3 separate regions of the Mus musculus genome follow, and regions 1 and 2 are each linked to region 3. The links are chromatin contacts, called in public promoter capture Hi-C maps. All regions are on one chromosome and are shown on one strand. Each heading gives the region's core, a stretch centred on a gene start, on an enhancer-like site or on the middle of the called end of the contact. The rest is flanking DNA. Distances are from core to core; before and after follow the strand shown.

The links. Promoter capture Hi-C pulls out the DNA fragments that hold promoters and counts their contacts.
Region 1: a promoter capture Hi-C map of second pharyngeal arch cranial neural crest shows a contact between it and region 3. The contact joins the enhancer-like site here to the promoter of Gcc2 in region 3. A contact is called at or near these places in 18 of 39 promoter capture datasets (3T3-L1-derived adipocytes, the C10 cell line, the HPC-7 cell line and 11 more), 1 of 15 datasets of contacts at CTCF or cohesin (the NIH/3T3 cell line), 3 of 484 Hi-C or Micro-C datasets (embryonic fibroblasts, embryonic stem cells and nephron progenitors), 24 of 115 datasets of contacts at active chromatin or transcription factors (PVALB interneurons, astrocytes, bone marrow-derived dendritic cells and 10 more) and 3 of 9 other capture datasets (embryonic stem cells, liver and macrophages).
Region 2: a promoter capture Hi-C map of macrophages shows a contact between it and region 3, with 6 read pairs. The contact joins the enhancer-like site here to the promoter of Gcc2 in region 3. A contact is called at or near these places in 10 of 39 promoter capture datasets (the HPC-7 cell line, cranial neural crest, embryonic stem cells and 7 more), 3 of 484 Hi-C or Micro-C datasets (cortical neurons, macrophages and stem cell-derived neural stem cells), 1 of 115 datasets of contacts at active chromatin or transcription factors (bone marrow-derived dendritic cells) and 1 of 9 other capture datasets (macrophages).

The regions. Positions count from the first base shown.
Region 1 is chr10:57,438,804-57,443,427 of GRCm38.p6, reverse strand. No RefSeq gene overlaps it. Among named protein-coding and RNA genes, the nearest start is that of 4930467K11Rik, 45 kb to the left of the region's middle. Within about 2 kb of position 2,122, at least 12 of the 459 cell types and tissues checked have an H3K27ac peak or open chromatin away from gene starts, as enhancers often do. A contact at or near this core is called in second pharyngeal arch cranial neural crest, where this site is marked.
Region 2 is chr10:57,725,340-57,729,958 of GRCm38.p6, reverse strand. It overlaps Pkib (protein kinase inhibitor beta, cAMP dependent, testis specific), which reads right to left. Exons shown (of 5, transcript NM_001039051.2): 4 at 1,693-1,869. The coding sequence starts at 1,861. Among named protein-coding and RNA genes, the nearest start is that of Fabp7, 57 kb to the left of the region's middle. Within about 2 kb of position 2,053, at least 95 of the 459 cell types and tissues checked have an H3K27ac peak or open chromatin away from gene starts, as enhancers often do. A contact at or near this core is called in bone marrow-derived dendritic cells, macrophages, neural stem cells and 1 more, where this site is marked.
Region 3 is chr10:58,252,598-58,257,278 of GRCm38.p6, reverse strand. It overlaps Gcc2 (GRIP and coiled-coil domain containing 2), which reads right to left and starts at 1,753. Exons shown (of 23, transcript NM_027375.2): 1 at 1,708-1,753; 2 at 1,397-1,450; 3 at 375-459. The coding sequence starts at 1,713. It also overlaps Gm9919.

The DNA.
Region 1 (4,624 bases), core at 873-3,372, 810 kb after region 3:
GCAAAGTATGTATGTAAATTATTGGTCTAGTGCTCCTGTGTCCTAATCATTTAGAGTTTTACACAGAGGGCCAGATGATGCTTGTATATACAGTAGGTGTTGTTACAGAGTTTTAAGCGTGACAGTCCTGTCTCCCTTAAGATGCATGTGACCCGGTGACTTACAGTGTCAGACACTCAATATCCATCAAAATTCATCTCAAGATAGTGGCTCTCAAGTTTGTGGTTTTACTCTGACGAAGATTGAAAATACAGACATCAGAGAGAACAGACAGTGAATGTAAACATTAGGAGGAGATGTTGGTTCTCTGTTTGCCAGCTGACTGTCTTCCAGCTAGGGAGGCTGAAGTCTCCTCAGTCTCTCTCTGACGAGTGCCTTGTTAGCTTCTGACCTTGACTTCTGACCTTGACTGTTATCTGTTATTCCTGGGTATTGTTCCCACCATAGACCTTGACAGGGTATTTCTGAGTGTTGACTATCCATTCTTTGTTCTCTCATTTACACAATCAGCTTCTCATTTTATTAGGATGTGTGTGTGCAGTGGGTTAACACGTTCATAGCTACATTTAGTTGACAGTCCTTTTGGTCACCTCATGTCTAGTTCCTTGTCTGTGGGATGGTCTTGGGGTGAGTGAGACAGGTAGAAATTTGTTAGAGGCCGTCCATACCCACAGTTTAATTGGTTCCATTTAATTACATCAGAATTAGAAGCAAGGATATATAGGAGCAGAACAGTGCCTTGCATATGTTCCTAGGGCTGCAGGAGTGCCTGCCAGCTACTAACATTGACCTCACTTCCTAGAGCTCCAATCCTTCTTATCTCTCAGCCAGTCTGCTCATATCTAAGTGCAAGCACTCTCTCTTACTTATCTTCAGTCTTCTCATCCTTATTTCAGCTTTAACATTTTGTGCTACTCTAGCACCCATTTCACCTTTGCAACTAACCTGCAGTTTTCACCGTGGGCTCCCTTTCCTTACCACCCTTGGTGAGCTAGCTCCTGTTTAGGTCTTACTCTATTCAAAAGGAGTATGGTGGGAAGTATCAGCCATTATTGCTTCAGAGGAAGATGATATCTATATCTTCCACACCCCGGAGCACATGTCAGGCCCTCTGCTCACGAAGGACACACTGTCTTTACTAACATTCTTCTAGAAGGAAGGGCCAGTGCTTTGTCTCACTAGATGAACAAATGAGAGAACCCCATGGGAAACCAGCTGCTAACAGAGTTGAGACTCCTTCTGCAGAAAACATGACTTCTAATACTGCTTAACTAAGGTGAAATTTTAAAGAAAAGTGAACAGGCTGTGGGCTGATAATTAGATATGGACCAAGGGAGATAAAGAGGATGAAACCCAATAGCCTTTCTCCTGAGCCATAGTTAAGCTCCCAGGATACATACCTCTATCGGAAAGCATGTTTTTGCCACGTGTGGCTTGGCTGCCACGTGCAACTTGTCCCTGAGATGGTACACTTTGCTCAATGACTCCTCTTAATCATCAGAGTACAAACTGTCTGATGCTTAATAAGATTGGCTGGTTCACGGGACATCAGCCTGCCTAATTTATCTGTTTCTTTATCCCGGGTCCCACCATCTCTGAAGCAGGAAACAATTAGCAGTACATGCTATGAATGCTTCGTATGTTACACATACCTTGACATTTACATATTTACTAAATTTTATATGTTAATTTTATTAAAGTTTGACTTTGTTACTACATGTATGTCATTTCATTGTACTTATATTTATTTGAGTTTTTGTTTGTTTTTTTAATTTTTGAAACAATTTTTTTATTTTTTCCTGTTACTGTGATAAAAATAGCTGGACAAATGCAATATAAGGAAGGGTGTACTGTGGCTCACAGGTGCATGTTGTAGGCCATGATAACACAGAGGTCACAGGGGCATGAGTTAGAGGGACCTGGCCACACTGCATCTTCAGTCATGAATCAGTTTACGTTCTCTTTTATATATATTTATGGACTCAAACCCAGAGATTGCCACTGCCCATTTTTACTGTGAGTCTTTCCACCTTAATGAACTCAGACCACAACCCTCTGTAGATGTGCTGTTTAGCTTGTCTTTAAGTGATTCCAGATCCAAATCAAGTCAGCAGGTAACTATCACATAACACAGTGTCTCTTTATGTAGCCCCAGATGGCTGGAAATCACTATGTAGATCAGGGTAGTGTGGAGCTTACAGCTGCCCTTCTGCCTTTGCCTCTGGAATGCTAGGACTACATGTATCACCAAGCTCTGGCTCACTGTAGTTCAGTTTCATTTTTAGATAATAAATGGAAGTAAGCACATTTTCATATGTTTACTAATCTTTTGCTTATCTTCCTATGTGAGGTGACTTTAAAAGTCTATCTATTTTCCAATGAGATAGTTGTGATTTTCTTATTGAGTTCTGTGTGCTATTTATATATTCTGAATACTACCCCTTATTATATTTTGTAACTGTTTCCTATAGCTCCGACTATTTCCCTTTTCTTCTCTTTATAGAACAGAACCAAAAGTACATAAACAACCTGAGAAGTCTCATCACTTTCTGTCAATAAGCTGGAGAACCAGTGATGGTAAAATTCAGTTAAAATTCCACAGTCTGGGTTTTTGAGGACCAAAGAACTCTGGAACTGATGGAAGTTAATTCTAGGTCAAGCTTGAGGGTCTGATAACCGGAGCAATAATGGCAGGGCCAGGAGAAGATGACCAAATGTCCCATCTCAGGAAGAGAGTAGACTCAGTCCCTTCTCTCTTTTGTTGCATTCAGCCATTCAGAATGCTGGACCCACTCACACTGGCTGGATCTTTTTATGAAGTCATCTGATTCAAATTCTAAAATCCTAATCTCTGGAAACACAGTCACAGACTCACCCACAATATAACATCTTTATAACTTAGGTGGTGAAATTGACATGTGAAAGAAGCCATCATATGCTCTTTATTATTCACTGAGTAATAAATATTTTACAGTCTAATTTATGATAATTTAACCACTACTAAGAGAGTTTGCCTCTTTTTTTCCCTGTAAAATCAAAGTTTTGTTTTTTGTTTTTTTGTTTCTTGTTTTGGTTGGGAGACTAGTAATGACTGTTTCTATTTCTTTTTTTTTTCCATTTTTTATTAGGTATTTAGCTCATTTACATTTCCAATGCTATACCAAAAGTCCCCCATACCCACCCACCCCCACTCCTCTACCCACCCACTCCCCCTTTTTGGCCCTGGCGTTCCCCTGTACTGGGGCATATAAAGTTGGACACGCAAACTTTATATGACTGTTTCTATTTCTTTAGGGGATAAGGGACTGTTAGATTGTTTATCTGATCCTGATTTAACTTTGTTACCTGGCATCTGTCTAGAAAATTGTCCATTTCATCCAGATTGTCCAGTTTTGTTGGCAACAGGCTTTTGTAGTAGGATCTGATGATATTTTGGATTTCCTCAGTTTCTTTTTTTTTCAGCATTGCAATATTCTTTTCTTTTTTCTTATTTTTTGTTTTTTACTTTTTTAATTAGATATTTTCTTCACTTACATTTCAAATGCTATCCCCTTTCCTAGTTTCCTCTCTGAAAGTCCCTTATATCCTCCCCCTACTCTGCTCCCCAACCCACCCACTTCTGCTTCCTGGCCCTGGCATTCCCCTTTACTAGGGCATATAATCTTCCCAAGACCACGGGCCTATGAACTAACTAGTACCCCCAGACATAATGTTTCTAGTTGCATATGTAGCAGAGGATGGCCTAGTCGGCCATCAATGAGAGGAGAGGCCCTTGGTTTCTGTTGTTATATCTCTCTTTTCATTTCTGATTTTGTTAGTTTGGGTATGGTCTCTGTGCCCTCTGGTTAGTCTGGCTCCCTGTTATTGATGTTATTTTTATGTTTGTGTGGTTATCTTCTTTTGGGTTTGTTGAGAGAACATTACTTTCTTGCTTTTTTTGGGGTGTAGTTTCCCTCCTTGTGTTGGCATTTTCCATTTATTATCCTTTGTAGGACTGGATTTGTGGAAGGATATTGTGTAAATTTGGTTTTGTCATGGACTATCTTGGTTTCTCCATTTATGGTAATTGAGAGTGTGCTGAGTATAATATTCTGGGTTGACATTTGTGTTCTTTTAACCTCTTTATGAGATCTGCCCATGATCTTCTAGCTTTCATAGTCTCTGGTGAGAAGTCTGGTGTAATTCTGATAGGTCTACCATTATATGTTACTTGACCTTTTGCTGCTACTGCTTTTAATATTCCTTCTTTGTTTTGTGCATTTGGTGTTTTGATTATTATGTGACAGGAAGGATTTCTTTTCTCATCCAGTCTTTTTGGAGTTCTATAGGCTTCTTGTATGTTCATGGGCATCTCTTTCTTTAGGTTAGCGAAGTTTTCTTCTAAAATTTTGTTGAAGATATTTACTGGCCCTTTAAGTTGGAAATCTTCACTCACTTCTATACCTATGATCCTTAGGTTTGGTCTTCTCGTTGTGTTCTGGATTTCTTGGATGTTTTGGGTTAGGAGCTTTTTGCATTTTGCATTTTCTTTGATTGTTGTGCCAATGTTCTCTATGGAATCTTCTGCACCTGAGATTTTCTCTTCTATCTCTTGTATTCTGTTTGTAATGTGTATCTATGACTC
Region 2 (4,619 bases), core at 804-3,303, 530 kb after region 3:
CACTGTCCTCCCAAAGCTCAACCTAATGAAATTAGGTAGAAGAACTTTCCCTCTGCCTTGGTACATAAACTGATGTTGTCATTGTGCTGGTTTTGTTTGAGAAAATCTTATACTGTAGCTAGCACAGGCTATCCTGGAACCTACTTTTATTATAGCATATTTGAGCCTGTTTCTAGTTAGAATATGACTCACTCCTAAGCTATCCATTTAATCCTCCTGGCTGAAGTACATGTATGCCCCTTAGTACACACATTTAATTCTAAGCAATGAAGGTAAAGTTACTTCATAAAGAAAGCAAGCACCCACATTTGAATGTGATGTCTAATTGAGTAGCAGACAAAGTGATGAATCAGAGAAAGATTTGACAGAATAGAATATGCCCAACTCTCAGGAGAAGAGGAAGGAAAAGGAAGCAACTTAAGGGAGAGACGGACAGTACAGGAGGAAGGGAGTACAGAGCAGGAATACAGTAGAGTTCCTGGAGAGCTGTACAGTACAGTTGAGAGGGAGAGTAGAGCAGCACAGAGAGGGAAAAGGAGGCTAATTTTACCAGGATAGTTTTACAGAGACAAATTGAAGAAAGAACAAGCTGGACACAGGTAAAGACAGAATGAGCAAGAGAATGAGAAGGATGGAGAAGGCTAAAAAAGATTGCTAGAGTTAGTTTCAGTCCAAACAGCAATTCTGGAGAAAACAAGAGAAGCCAGACTAGGAGAGGAGTTTGAGCCTGAACAGTTGAGTTGAACCAGCCAGAGCTCAAAAAGAACTAGAAAGGGTAAGCTTATTCAGCAGTAAGTCTCAGAGGCTGAAAACATTCTAGATAAGATTGTACAGAGGCTAGAAACTTCCAGGACTAGGCCTAGGTTAGCAGACTGAGACAGTAAGCATCCCAGATGACAATTATACAGGAGAATAAAATATATGTTACACTGTGTATTCCAGGGTAGCAACCATCTAATAGCAATCCTCCTGCCTCTGCCTTACAAGTTATTCTGATTTCAGTGATGGGTGCTCTGATTTCTACTGTACTGTAGTCACTGATGAACTTTCTACAAAGCACCCATTCCAGTTTTCTGATAAAGCATAGCATTCTTAGACTATATATTTATTCATTAAAAATCTAGCACTCTTGTTGTACTATAAAAATCTGTGACAGTAGGAGTTTACATCTGCCCTACTCATCACTGGAGTTCTTTGCATTTAGCAGTCATGAAATTGAATGGTAGGCAACATAGCAATGATAGAAGTAAGAAAGGATACCTTGTGACTGGGATCGCCTCCCACTGCCTCTTGTAATGTTAGAAGATACAGAGGGCACTAGCTTCTGTATTAGGTTCTCAAACTATAACTGGCAGATTGAGACAGGTAATGAGCTATTATGAGTCTCAGTACTCAGATCCAATGCAAGGATTAATAGTCATGGCCACCTAATTAATTCTGTACTGGAGGTGGAACCTAGAATCCTATCATGTGATCATGCACATCCAATAGACAGAGCACCAATTTTTATGTTCACCCTTAGGACATGAAATTGCCTAGTTTCAGAAAGGCATAGAAATGCACTTGAACCTGAGAGCTTTTGGTCAAGAAGAAAAGCGATCGGCTATAACTAGTTAAAAGGCTGCTCCAGAGAAAAAGATTGAAAAAGAGAGACAAAGCGAGGGTTTTATTTCCAGGAATTAGGAGTTTTACCTTCCTTCACGGCCAACGCTTCCAGTTTCAGTGGAAGATCAGAGGATCCACTTGTAGCCAGTGAACTCTGGATGTCGGGTAAGGCATTGCGGCGGCCTGCCCTTGCTGAGGACGCAAAGCTGGTGATCACAGATTCCACATCAGTCATCTCTGATGAATCTGTCCTCATCACAGAATCTATAGATAGAATGTACACATTAAAAAATGTGCTATTCAGAAGTAAAAAGGGTCACCTCAAAGACCAATGGCTACATCAAAACCGCTACAGGCTTGGAGAGCTGATCTCGGGTGGCACAATAGCAGTGTCTGTGCCTTGGCTCTAAGATGCCCACGTGAGCATTTGCTGAATAGGGCAGGAAGTACTTCTGTGAACCAGATTGCTATAAATAACCCCGGATCCCAAAGCAACACTTGAACGCTTGAGGGTGTAGTAGGCCTGAACATTTTTTGTTCTGCTTTTTCTATGAAAGAATCAGCCAACCCGGGGTTTGGCAACCAATGCGACAGACTGGAGTGGCCACTCCCAGAGTATTTGTTTGTGGTACTTATTTGAGCTGAAACCAAATCACTGTAATTGTGGGGAATAAACAAAGCACGTTTCCTTATTCTTTAGAAATAAACCCTATTTTATGTCTGAGGCTTTCCCCTCCACAGTTGTGACGTCATTTGTGCTGATTCAGATAGGTTTCAGTATGCTCAGGTTTATGCTAGACACAGTTTTGCTTGCCTTTGAGTGGACACAGTTCATTGCTAGTCATAGGAATGACTTACAGTAGTCCTTAGTAGTAATGCTTCTCTGACAACTCTTCAGAAACCATTTGTTGTATAGGAGGTAGCAGTTATTATATATCCTGAAAAAAATCTAAACTCACTGTCTTTCAACTAAGATTTTTTTTTCTAAGTCTTCCTAAAAATTGATATTGAGCTGTAACTCAGAAGTTGTGATGGCAGAAGGAATTTGCTGAATTTGCTGAGTAGGTAGCAAGGTCATGTGCTAGCAAGGCCTTGCTCTGTGTGTGTGTGTGTGTGTGTGTGTGTGTTCAGGGTTGGTTTTTTTTTTTTTTTTTTTTTTTTACTTTTTACTGGTTCTTTATGAATTTCACATCATGTACCCCAATCCCACTCATCTGTCCCTCCCTTTATACTCACCCTCCAACCTTGCACCCTTCCCCGCCAACAGAGGAAAAAGACATCTTGTAGAAGCTCTACTGTGTCGCAGTGTGTCCCACAGTATACCCTTTTGTCCATACTACTTTGCTTGCAAATGTTCACTGAAACTACCTCTCATAGGTGGTGAGGGACATCTCTCCCTCATCCATGCACCACAAGAAGACAAGAGGCAGGACCAGCTCTCCTGTCTTCACCCCCTTGGGCCTGATCACCTATAATCCCCATGTCTGGCACCAGCTCTTCTGTGATGCCCTGATGAGGTGCAGAGCCCGCTCTCCCAAGTGCTGCAGCAGGTGAGGAGCAGGGCCCACTCTGCTCTTCTTTTCTCATGACTCCACGGCCAGCTCTCCCACCAGTCACTAGTCATAAGGGACAAAGACTTAGGGTTGGGGAGAGTATCTCTTTCTAGCCCATGTTGCCTCAAGGCAGAAAAGTTATTGGTCCAGCTCTCCTTGACTCACACCGTTGGTGCCAGCTCTCCTACATTCATACCCTTGGGGCCAGCTCGCTGGCACCCCCATCACTAGGGTCAACTCTACTGTGCAGCTCAGGTGAGGAACAAGGCCCACTCTCCCTAGTGTAGTTGTGAGGAACAGGAACATCTCTCATACTCCCATGCCTTCAGGGCTAGCTCTCCCATGGATGTCCAGGAAAAGGATGGGGCCAGTTCTGCACAGCCCTCAGATATGTGCCTGGGTTCAATCCCAGACCAGGAAAGTTCACCTGGCCTTTGGTGGCAACAGAGCCCCCCGCACCCCCGAAAAAAGCAGGGCTTTTTTCCTCGGAGGGAAAGCACAGGTTTAAATTTTCTGACAAATTACCTCAGAACGCAAAATGTGCCCAGTGTCCACCAAAGAATGGGTTTGATCCTCTTTGGTGTTTATGACATAGCAAACTCTGGCCTGAGGAAACCAAGCCAGCCTTCTCATAGTAGTTGAAGGAAAGCTTTTCATAGACAATTGATTTCCACTATGAAAATGATAATAAAAAAATGAGAGTATGCACACATGCTGATCTGGAATTAGGAACACAGCTCTTGCTCACGGCATGTAATAATTCCTGTGGTGCCCCACATGTTCTCAGGAGCTTCGTGGTCATCTGAAAGTGCCCTAAAAGAGGCCTTCTCTTACTGTGCTAGCTAGTCTCCTTTTGTGAGCATCATACGAGGTTTGCAGACACAATCTGGAATTAGACTTTCAGCTGTTTGGTACTTGCTAAGTGTCTGGGCATTGATGGCTCAGAGAAGTATAATGAACACTGGACTATTAATTAGTTCAAAAGAATCCACCTGATTACAGAGTTACAAGGTGACAGTGGACAACTCATTTAAATTTATAAGTCACAGTTTCACTTCTACAAATCAGCTATGGCAATCACCCTGTCTGATTCATAGCATTATCTAGACAGATAGTGGGTAAACTTCTCTCTGTTCCTGTGATAAGTTCACTGACAAGTGATATTTGCATCATTTGTCACCTTTCCCTATAGTTGACCTGACCTTCCTCCTATGTTGCCTCATTATTCTCAGAAGAAGGACCTTCTTGCTAGAGTTCTCTTGAAATTCCTAACAGAGACACCAGCATTTCTTCAATAATATCTACAGCTATTTTGTGTCTATCACCTCATTAAACTTTGCTATAATTCTATAAGGCAATGAGATATGATCTAGATTTTATGGATGTAGCCATCAAGAATGAGAGATTCCATGACTGATTTAAAGCTGCATAACCACTAATCTAACATTGTATAGAATCACA
Region 3 (4,681 bases), core at 504-3,003:
TCGAGGCCAGCCTGGTTTACAGAGTGAGTTCCAGGACAGCCAGGGATACACAGAGAAACCCTGTCTCGAACCCCCACCCCCACCCCCCTCAAAAAAAAAGATATTCCTCTTGGGGTGGAGAGGTGGCTCAGTGGTTAAGAACACTGGCTGCTCTTCCAGAGGACCTGGCTTCAATTTCCAGAACCCACATGGTGGCTCACAACTGTAACTACAGTTCCAGGGAATCCAAAACTCTAACAAAGACATACATATAGGCAAAACACGCGCGCACACACACACTGAATTAAAAATTCATTTGTTCCTTTACTTATTCAAAGGCAACTGCAGGGCTAGGCATGGTGGTCTACTGAAAAGCTCTGATTTAAACCCAGTACCTGTACACCTTGCTTTGGCTTTCTGCAGGAGCATCATTTGCTTCTTGGCAAACTTGATGAGATCTTCTCTGGGCAACGTTTCTAGCTGAAAGATGGAGTCGTATTATTGAGTTTTAAAACCCATGCTTTTAGTACGGCCACCAAAAGAAACACAGTGTCTGCCGAAAACCAAAGAGAGACACTCTAAACAGTTGAGCCAGTCACATTTTTTAAATTGAGAAACGTAACTTCAATAACTAAAAGTAATTAGGTGAATGGAAAATCAAACCAAAACCCCAGCACAAAACTCTTACAGAGAACACTGAGTTCTCTAGCTGTACAAGAAGGGCTTGGAACTCAAGATTTCTCGAGCTGTAGAACTCATTCTGTTGGAAGCTAACAACATAACTACATTCACAGGTGAATCGGGTCACATTTAGACTTCAACTAAAATATTAGGGTTTACTAACTGAAAATTACTTAATCTTTGTGCACAACGTTTCCTCATCTGCAGAATGAGAATAGGGAAGATACGTATTTCAGGAAGCTTACCTGAAAGAATCTGTTACTTCAGCAAATGCCTAGAAATCAGTCTTCAAACACTACATTTTGGTAATAAATTGTGCCCCTACCTTTCTGAATCACTTAGCATAAAACATTGCACAGTGCTGTAAGAACAACCTTATTCCACCCTCAACTCTGGAGCTGGAGCCAACAGGATATAGTTCCTTGCTTCTTCCTGCCTCTTATCTAATCCCCTCGGCTTCGTGTCACTGTGTAAACTTTCATTAAACAGACTAGCTAAATGTTTGAAATACAGCATCGTGCTAACAAGGAGCAGGAAGTAAACAAACTGCTCGCACATCAGGAAATTTAAAAAAGAACAGGAAATCTGTAAGTAAATTAAAATGAAACTCCCTGAGGAAAGGTTAGTTCTTTTTTTTTTTTTTTTTTTTTTTTAAATAATTCTCCCCATGCCAAAGTTTTCCGATTCATTAACCTTATGCGCTACAGGGAACCAGGCGGCTGAGTGCTCTCCTCACCTTGGATTTCGGGGTCCCGGAGGGTGCTGCAGCTACGGCATCTGGAGCAGAATCCTGTAAAACAAACCATAAAAAGAGCTCATCCCAATTCCAGGTACAAGGCGCGGCCAAACAAATCTGTGCAGAGGAGGACCCCTTTAGGCGGTAGGGACCGGAGCTGGGCCGTCGCCACGGCCGGAGCCAGCACCAGGTTCAATGCCAAGCGCCGCGGCGGGGGTCTGGGCGCGAGGGCGGGGACAGGGTGCTCCCATGCCCTCCCACCCCTCGAGCGGCACAGCGGGCCAGCGGGGCGGCGCGACGCCCACCGTTACCTCCATCGCGGCTGCGACCCGCGGCTGCCTCCACCGCCTCTTCAGGAGTCTCGGCTGCTCCGCCTCCGAGGCTGCCGAGCGCGGGTCAAAGGTCTCGTTACGAGGCGACTACGCCTCCCCGCGTCTCCAAGGCTACGCAGAGCTGGCACTTCCGCTTCCTCCTTGGTGTCCGGGAGGAAGTCGTCTTTGCGCAGGTCCCCTGGCCGGTGCCGGAACGCGCTGAGTCGCCCTGCACTACTACCCTGTGCCAGGTGACAGGTTTGAGCACACGTTCCTTTGATCACTTCGTTTTCTAATTTTTAAAGATGTGCTTTACAAATATAACTATCCCGACTAGCAGGCATATGTGAAACAAATAGTTTTATAGGTGACTTTAATTCTGTCATGTTCAAAATAGGTTCCTCTGTGAGTAGTAATAAGGAATAAATTACTGAATCCGTTACTTTCTCAGGAGTTTCAAAATGCTGGCATGCTGTCTCTGTATTGCTAAATATTAATTTGCCGGCTGAGGTGCTTCTCGTGTTGTTTATATTGTCAACTTGAAAGGATCTAGAATCATCTAGGAGAGAGCCTCTAGACATGTATGTGAAATTTATCTAGATTAGATTACTTGAGCTATGGAGACCCCCAGTAACTGTGGGTGGCAGCATTCCACAGACTGGTAACCCTGGTTGCATAAAAAAGGATAACTCAGACTGAATTCCAGCATTCACTTCAAAGAACCCATCGAGGTCACAGTGTGGGAAGGTACACGTGACTAGTCTGATGAGGGCCCTCCCTTGTGGTTACGAATGAGAGAAGACAGGGTAAAGAGATTCCAGGTTCTGTCAAGAGTCCTGCAGGCCTTCTTTTTCCTTGTAGTTGCTCACAAGGGGATGAAGGCAAGATAAGGAAGATAAAACCAATCCAAACCCCAGAGGACTCTAGAGAAGGAAGATACTACAATATAGATTTTCGTTGTTATTGTCTAATAGAACACGTTTAGACTGACCTAGACCCTAAAATAATGCCTGATATTTTTCTATAGTTAAGCCTGGCCTAAACATAAACTAGAGGACAGAGCAAGTGGCCGCTGGTGGCGAATATTAATTAACATGTTGTATTTTCATAGGTGAGAGGGTGTTTTTCAGCAGGTTTTTCAGGTTGTCTACTTCCAGGTGTAGACATACACTAATTGCAGGTATAGGCCTTCAAGCAGTTGGGCCCTCACCCCCAAGTAGAGCCAGAGCGTTTTCCAAGTTCCGTATGGGAAAAGCCAGGTGTTTTTGTTGGTTTTGATCATGGCTTCTGGAAGTCATATGGCATGACCTTTACAAAATATAAAGACATCAAATTCCCTGGTAATACCGTGAGGGGAGAAAATCATTACCCCCTGTCAGTCCTCAGTCCCAATACACAGCCCAGCAAGCGGCTGTGTGCCTTCTCTCTTATTTCTCTGATCCTTCAGGAACAGTTATTTTTTTCAGTTTTACAGTGGTGGACCAAATTCCTTCTGTTCGTCAGGTTTCTTGCACTATTTAAATTCAGTGAGAAGCTGGGTCTAGAGGTGGGATTTTCCTGTAGATACATTTTTTTTTTAAATCTTAAATTGCCCTCTGACTGAAACATCATGATTTGTATCATGCTGGTCTCCTAACTTTGTATTCAGAGAAAGGAGAACAGCAAAATAGCCCAAGGTAAAAAGCATTAGGTTCTTGAAAAGAGCTGAAGAGTAAACTATTCCCAAAAGAGAGTACAATTGTTTACCCCTTGAAATAAGAACAGCTTCAGTACCCTGAGCTAGCACCGATTTGAATATAAGCTCCCTGAGGACTAGGTTTCTTGGTACCTGAAGGCACCATGTAAGCTTCCAGAGAAGGGAACAACAGTCCTTTCCGGCTATGCCACCTTTGAACCACATCCACCAGCACAGCCTGGTAATCAGAGTTCAGTATGACAAGTATGCCTTGGACTTCATTGGACTAATTTGACTTAAGACCTGCTCAACAAGAGGGAAGCCATGCCTCATGGAAACCAACCTAACTACTCAGTGCTACTTAAGTTGTGGTTGTTGGAGGAGAGTCTACAACCATTAATTTACTAAGCCAGCATAACCCCCAGCAATATAAATACTTGTACCCTCAGATGAGTATAGTCTTTACCCCTCATCAAGGAAACTTTTCTTTGCAACAGGTGGAGCCACTAAGAAACCCACAGTCTATCAGTATTCAGAGTATGGAGCTCAGTCCCAAGGGATCTGGCTACAAAATACTCCCACACCTCAGGCTCAGAGAAAATTGAGGAGGAAGGGGTGGAAAGATTTTGAGAGGCAGAGAATCAGGAAGTATGGTGTGAGATTCTGTCTCCTAGTAATGCCAGAATGTAATCTCACCAACATGACTGCCCAAGAATGAACAAGGATGACATCGGTGGACATGGCAAAGTGGGAAGAGAAGAGAGCATTAGGCCTCCACTCCACATAAAGAACTACAGGTATCTGAGGAGAGCTGGGAATCAGAGAGGTGGTCCTTCCCAAGGAAGGGTACATGAGTTGGTTGTCCAGTACCAAATAGTCCTGAAAACATAATACAAGTAACATGAACTAAAGAGGCTATATTTTGGAATATATATGTATTTTGTACATATATGCATGCAATAACAACTTATGAAAAAATCCATGAATTTGATGGAGAGCAAAGAAGGTTATATTAGAAGGGTTTTGAGGGAGAAATGAAAAGGGAGAAATGTAATTATTGCTAACCTACCCTGGTCAGAGAGACTAAGTCTTTGCATATTGAAGGTTATGTGAAAAGATTTATATGGGATGTCCAGGGGACTCCAGGTTTAAGAGTAATTAAAACAAAGCACTTTTCAAAAAAGCAAGCAAGACATGAGGTAACATTTATAGTTACCTTAAGCAAATACAAGTGCATTGAGAGAATAACACCTGGTGTTATATCTTATCACCTTTGGCCACCTGACAAGGGCCAAGAGT